Linked DNA regions of Mus musculus: region 1 is linked to region 2. The links are chromatin contacts, called in public Hi-C maps. All regions are on one chromosome and are shown on one strand. The core of a region is the stretch at or near the end of the contact, and the rest is flanking DNA. Distances in the headings are between cores, read along the strand shown.

Evidence for each region. A called contact is a pair of places that touch in the nucleus more often than the background predicts.
Region 1: a Hi-C map of liver shows a contact between it and region 2, with 2.5 times the contacts expected there. The contact joins two enhancer-like sites. A contact is called at or near these places in 5 of 484 Hi-C or Micro-C datasets (embryonic fibroblasts, liver and nephron progenitors), 1 of 115 datasets of contacts at active chromatin or transcription factors (hepatocytes) and 1 of 9 other capture datasets (adipose tissue).

Annotation. Positions count from the first base shown.
Region 1 is chr4:95,585,139-95,587,906 of GRCm38.p6, forward strand. It overlaps Fggy (FGGY carbohydrate kinase domain containing), which reads left to right. Exons shown (of 16, transcript NM_001113412.1): 2 at 94-309. The coding sequence starts at 106. Among named protein-coding and RNA genes, the nearest start is that of Fggy, 29 kb to the left of the region's middle. Within about 2 kb of position 1,268, at least 9 of the 459 cell types and tissues checked have an H3K27ac peak or open chromatin away from gene starts, as enhancers often do. A contact at or near this core is called in hepatocytes and liver, where this site is marked.
Region 2 is chr4:95,384,456-95,387,155 of GRCm38.p6, forward strand. No RefSeq gene overlaps it. Among named protein-coding and RNA genes, the nearest start is that of Gm12707, 100 kb to the right of the region's middle. Within about 2 kb of position 1,251, at least 29 of the 459 cell types and tissues checked have an H3K27ac peak or open chromatin away from gene starts, as enhancers often do. A contact at or near this core is called in hepatocytes and liver, where this site is marked.

The DNA of each region.
Region 1 (2,768 bases), core at 18-2,517, 200 kb after region 2:
TTCCCCTTTTCTGCCCACTTTGGAGAATGAATTTCTTGGCTGTCTGAGCAGGTCTGCTTGTCTTCACATGGCTTTTGCACTTGTCCACCACAGGTAGAGGGGACCATGATGTCTGGCAGAGACCAGGAACCAAGTCGCTACTATGTGGGCATCGATGTGGGAACAGGTAGTGTCCGTGCGGCTCTAGTGGACCAGAGAGGGCTCCTTTTGGCTTTCGCAGAGCAGCCAATTAAGAAGTGGGAGCCTCAATTCAACCACCACGAGCAGTCCTCAGAGGATATCTGGGCGGCATGCTGCCTTGTCACAAAGGTAAGAGCAGAACCGCGGCAGCCCCTCCCTGTGCATGCCCCCGCTGCTCAGCAGTTTCGTATGCGGGTACTCGGTCTGCACAAAGCATTAGAGGTAAATGGAGGCATGTGGCTGGGTGGGGTAGGCTTTGCCTTTCAGAAGCAAACCTTACTGTGAGTGACAGACAGCTGAAATGTGCTGGGAGGACTGCTGCAGCCAGTTCACAGAGCTAGAGCTGACTCTCAGGGCATGGTGGCAACGAAGACAGTGCAGACGATGTGGAAGCCTGAGCTGTGGAAACGAGGAAGGAAGAGTCATGGCGGCACCCAGTGTGTCTCTGTTGTATGCCAGTGTGTTAGCACATACTGTGGTGAATCCTTGGAACTTGGTGGAACTAGCCTTACAGCTAGCACTAATGCTGCCCCCAGGTCATTTTGTTCCAGGAGGAGATGGGGAGTGGAGTGCTGGTCAGCTTACCCGGTCATCAGGAGTTAGTGACTGGCAGCAGCAGGGCAAGAACCTAAACGTCTGATTCCTATTAACCATGAGCTCTGTATCCTCCCAGTTGGACACACAAGGGTCAGTGCATTGTGGGTAGGAGAAACAATGAGGGGCAGAAAACTATGGCATGCTCTAAGAAAGCATCTTCATATGAGCCCCACACATGCTCATCTTGAGTGGCCTGTGATAAGCCTGGGCTTGCTGTCTTAAGGAAGCAGGTGACGCTGGCTGTGACTAGTTCATGTCTCAATCATTAGTTTTAGTTTGTGATATTACTATGACTTCATATTTTGGTGATCATTAACAACAGACATTCTTTTATCTCCCTTTCCATCCCCCAAAAGGAAAAAAAAAATGAAACCCTGAGTTCTGGTCTTTCTCCCTGTTTCTAGTTGAGGTCCTTAAATATTCATGAAGTGCTTGGTAATTTTCAGCTGGACAGTCACCCATTTTTTTCTGTATTGATTGGTCTGGTTAAACTTTGATGAGCTCTGAGCAGCTGTTAGTGCCCCAGAGAAAACCACAGAGAGGTGGGTTGCGCTACCCAGACACTCTGCAGAAATAAAAGAGAGGTCATCTTCTCTTCTGCCTGTTTAATTTTCCTCTTCTCTCCCCACTCCCAGTCTCTGCCTCCATCAAAATCTTCTGCTCTTTGCCCTTGGGTCTCTTTTGTTCTTCTAACACTCTTGCCATTAAGGAAATTGTCAAGAAGAAAATATAGTTCCCTGATGAAGAGTTCCCTGAAAGCAGATCTACTCCAGCACAGCTTGGCTTAATGGCAGACTTTTAATCATCTCCCAGTGGTGGTCAGCTCATCATTTGTGTCAGCCCTGGTAGCCACAGAAGTGCAGGGCATTAGTGCTCAGCCAATACCTCTCACTGCAGCCGAGCTGCAGAAAGCCCATGGGCCTTAGGTCGTGCCTCACACATTGTATATGGAGATGTGCTGGAGTGTGATGTGTCTGCTCACAACCTCATGTGAGGAGGAGCTTCAAGGAGGCCTTTTTGATACTCGGAGTAGTCTGCAATTGAACTGCCTGGGTAGGAGTCCCTGACTTAGCAATGTGTAGCTGTGATCTTGGACTCATTACCATTTCTTGCCCAGTTTCCTTCTCAATAAAAGAAGATTAATGAGAGTCCCCAACTTCAGAAGACTCTTGTGGTGATTACAGTTTATAAAACGTCCCAGCAGTGTCAGGGGTTAAACAACCACTGTTGCCGGTGGTGGGCATGGTAACAAGGTGAGCAGATAGGGAGTGGATTTCTGAGACAAAAGAGAAGAAATGCAGGTGCGAGAGAATGCCTCTGGGAAACGTCCACCCGTCCCTCTGCCCAGGGCTCCTTCTGTGGAAGCCTTAAGCAGTGGTCTAGGACTTGAACTGCTGCCTCTTCTACCCTGGCCTGCCTTTGCTTCGTCAGTGGCTCCGGAAAGCAGAGATCTTGAGAACAATGGTGAACTGTCTTTCTTTTTTCTTTTTCTTTTTCCCTCCTGAGAGATGTTTTTCCCCTAGTCCAGTTAGTAAGAAGAGTAACAGTAGTAATGACAAGGCGGTGATGATGTCAGCAGCTTATATTCGTTGCTGATTGACCATGTGCTAGATGTGTGCTCAATACTGTGTGCCCATCACGTCACTTGGTCCTTATAACAACCTTTGCGGACAGTTTTTCTTCTCATGAAGATGAAAAAAGAAGGCTTTGAAGTAGTTCAGACAAGGGCTTTTAAGATGACTCAGAGACAGGTCTTCAGGCCTCTTTCTCCCCAGCCTCAGCCCTTCCCTGTGAGTCCTGCTTGCAGTTAGAGGTGTTGTAGGTTGCTACTGTGTGGGGCCAGGAACTTACCTTGTTAACTAAGCACTGCATGGTCGTGCCTTTTCCCAGGCTGCTGCTTCTGGGAAAATGTGGGCCCTTAAAATTGGTATGCTTTTATTAGGCCAGTACTCAATACAGCTAAAACGTTCTCTGGAAACACGCAAGTCCTA
Region 2 (2,700 bases), core at 1-2,500:
AAAGCAAGGTCTTCGTTTTGATAAGCTCCTGACCAATCCCATAGATACTAAAGTTTGAAGCTCATTTGCAGCATCTAAAGCGTCATTGCTCACTGATTATCCTTCCCTTCATTTGACAAGCTGATGGTATTCCTGAGCTGGGCGCTAGCACTAAATGGTTTGTGTGCATGGACCCATCCAGTCCTTCCAACAGGTGTAGGCTGAAGTTGTAACTAACTTCACCCTTCCAGCCAGACTAAGAAAAACATACATTTCACATGCTTACATGTGATAAGTGTACGCAAGGGAGTACAGTAAAGAGACGGCTTACATGACTGTACAGTAAAGAGACGGCCTACATGACTGTTACATTAGGGAAAAGGTTTTTAATGGAAAATATCTAGAGGCATTTGGGAGAGTCCAGAGCAGAGAGAAAGAGACTGGACATGACCAGAGATAGGGAAGCAAGAAAGTATACAGGAGATGAAAGCAAGAGTTAGAGAACAAAGCATATTGAGAGAGCAAGAGGATAGCAAGAAATAGGGAGAGAGATAGTTGGGGGATAGAGAGTAGCAAGTGTAGGAATAGAGATGGAGAGAGTGGAGGAGAAGTAGCTGGAGGGGAGGGAGGGAAGGGCAGGATGCTAGCATAGACTAGGAAAGGTGAGACATGTACTTGTGATACTGAGGAAGCCTGATGGCCAGCATGCACTTTGATATGCTGATTGGCACCACAGGTAGCCATATGTCCCATCTGCAAGAGCTAAGGAAAATGATTTATTTTGGCAGATCAAAATCAGTTTTGCAAGATCCCCAGGAATGCTGGCTTTTATCTACCCTTCACAAATCCTTCTATAGGCCACTGAGCTCATTTCTGCATACTTGGATTGCCTGAGACCTAACATTCCAGCCTTTTGTTGATGATAAAGTGCAACAGGTCCCTCCCTTCTATAACTGCTTCTCCGCTGGGCAGGGCCATGGTCAGAGGTAGGAAAGTCTAGGAAGGCTAGAATATGAGTCGAAATTAGGGAGCAGGAATTGTAGGTGCTAAGGGCCCAAGGAACACCGGAGGATAGCCTTGGAGTCGGCCCTTGGAAGCTGTACTTTGCAAGCAAGTTCTCTTTCACTGGACTGGACAGGCTCACCAGGTAGAGGGCTTCTTCGGCAGGATAACTTGGGGCTGGCAAAGTGTAGGCCATTTCAGAGCAGTCATCGGGGCTGCCTTTGGGTTCCTGGATGGTGTCAGCTGACTGGAAATCTGCTGGGACAGATACAGACTGGGGACAAAGGTCTGTGATCTGCACTGCAATCGTCATTGTGGAGAAAGAAGTTAATACGTGTCTGTAAACAGTGACAGCAGACGTCTGGATCGGAGCCATAGCAAAACAAGGCTGAAACGCTATCAACAGAATAGTAGCATAAACATTTCTTTTTTTTTTTTGTAACATGACAGAAATTTCTCAGCAGGAAAGAGAACAAAGAGGAAGAAGAGCTTGAGGCTATATATAGACTGGACAGAGATGTTTTTAGCACAAGAGGTACTTTTAAGTCTATATTTAGAAAACAACCAAAGGAAATTTAAATTTTTGGGGCGAGTGACCATCATAACAATTGCTTAGAGTAGATTAATAACCTAACAGAACCCCAGTGAGTAATGTTAAACTTTGCATTTTGAAGCCTTAACATCATGTATCACCTTTAAGTCTCATTTTTTCTTTTAACTTAACCTTAGATCCCTTTCCTCAGGCCTTCATGACTTACCTAGACTTTCAACATTCCCCTCCCCCACAAATCTGGAAGCGTTCAGTCATTTTCTGTGAGGCACAGATGCTTGAATACTAAAAGCAGTCCCTGGAAAAGCAAGTTCTATCTTTAAAAAGAAACAGTAAAAAGTAAATTTTTAGTCAATAACAGCAGCATGGTAGCTTGATTTCTGTCTTTCATGGAACCTGTTTTGAGAGTTTATCTTTTGCAGTGTGAAGCCTGTCAGTAAGATAAACTTGCCTCTGAGTTTGCTTTTCTCAGCAGGAGACCTTGTAGCTCTAAGGGAAGCAAAGCATTTAGGAAATGGGTTGGCCAGCTAGATGCAGCCTTGGTGGGAGGAGCCAGGTAAGTCAGCTGTTGTTGCCAAACTGATGAAGCTAGGGCTTGCCACCATTACCATCACAAAGATCTGAGAAAAATAAATACATTTGAGCAAAAAGTACAAACCAAGTGGCCGCTGTATTAATTAAGAACAACAGAGACACCTCATTGGGTAGCTCAGTGGAGCCGGCCCAAGGGCATGAGAGCAGGAAAGCCAACCCTGCCCATTGCTAGCTGTGGCATTGGGTGAGCTAGCCAGTGTTGGAGAGCTTGCTCTGGTGGTGTAGGTATGGGAGAGCTGGGGGGTTAACCAACTCAGCTTTCACCCAGTCCCAGATCCAGGGCTTTGAGTTGGCCCACCTCAGCAGCTACTTCAGCTATGAACTTATGGAACAAAAGAAGGAGCTGTCCCATAGATATAAAGCTAAAGAATCTCCATGACACAGGGCAGCAAGAGGATATCAGAGAGGAGTCCCAGTGACGATCCGGTATTGATAATGGAGGCTTCGATCCAGACCAGTGACTCACTGTGATGAATATTTGCAAAGGGTGTACAATGGCACACACTGTGACACATTAAAGCCTCCATGATGTTTGTTTGTTTTCTGTTGTTTGTTGTTTTTGTTTTTCTTTTGAA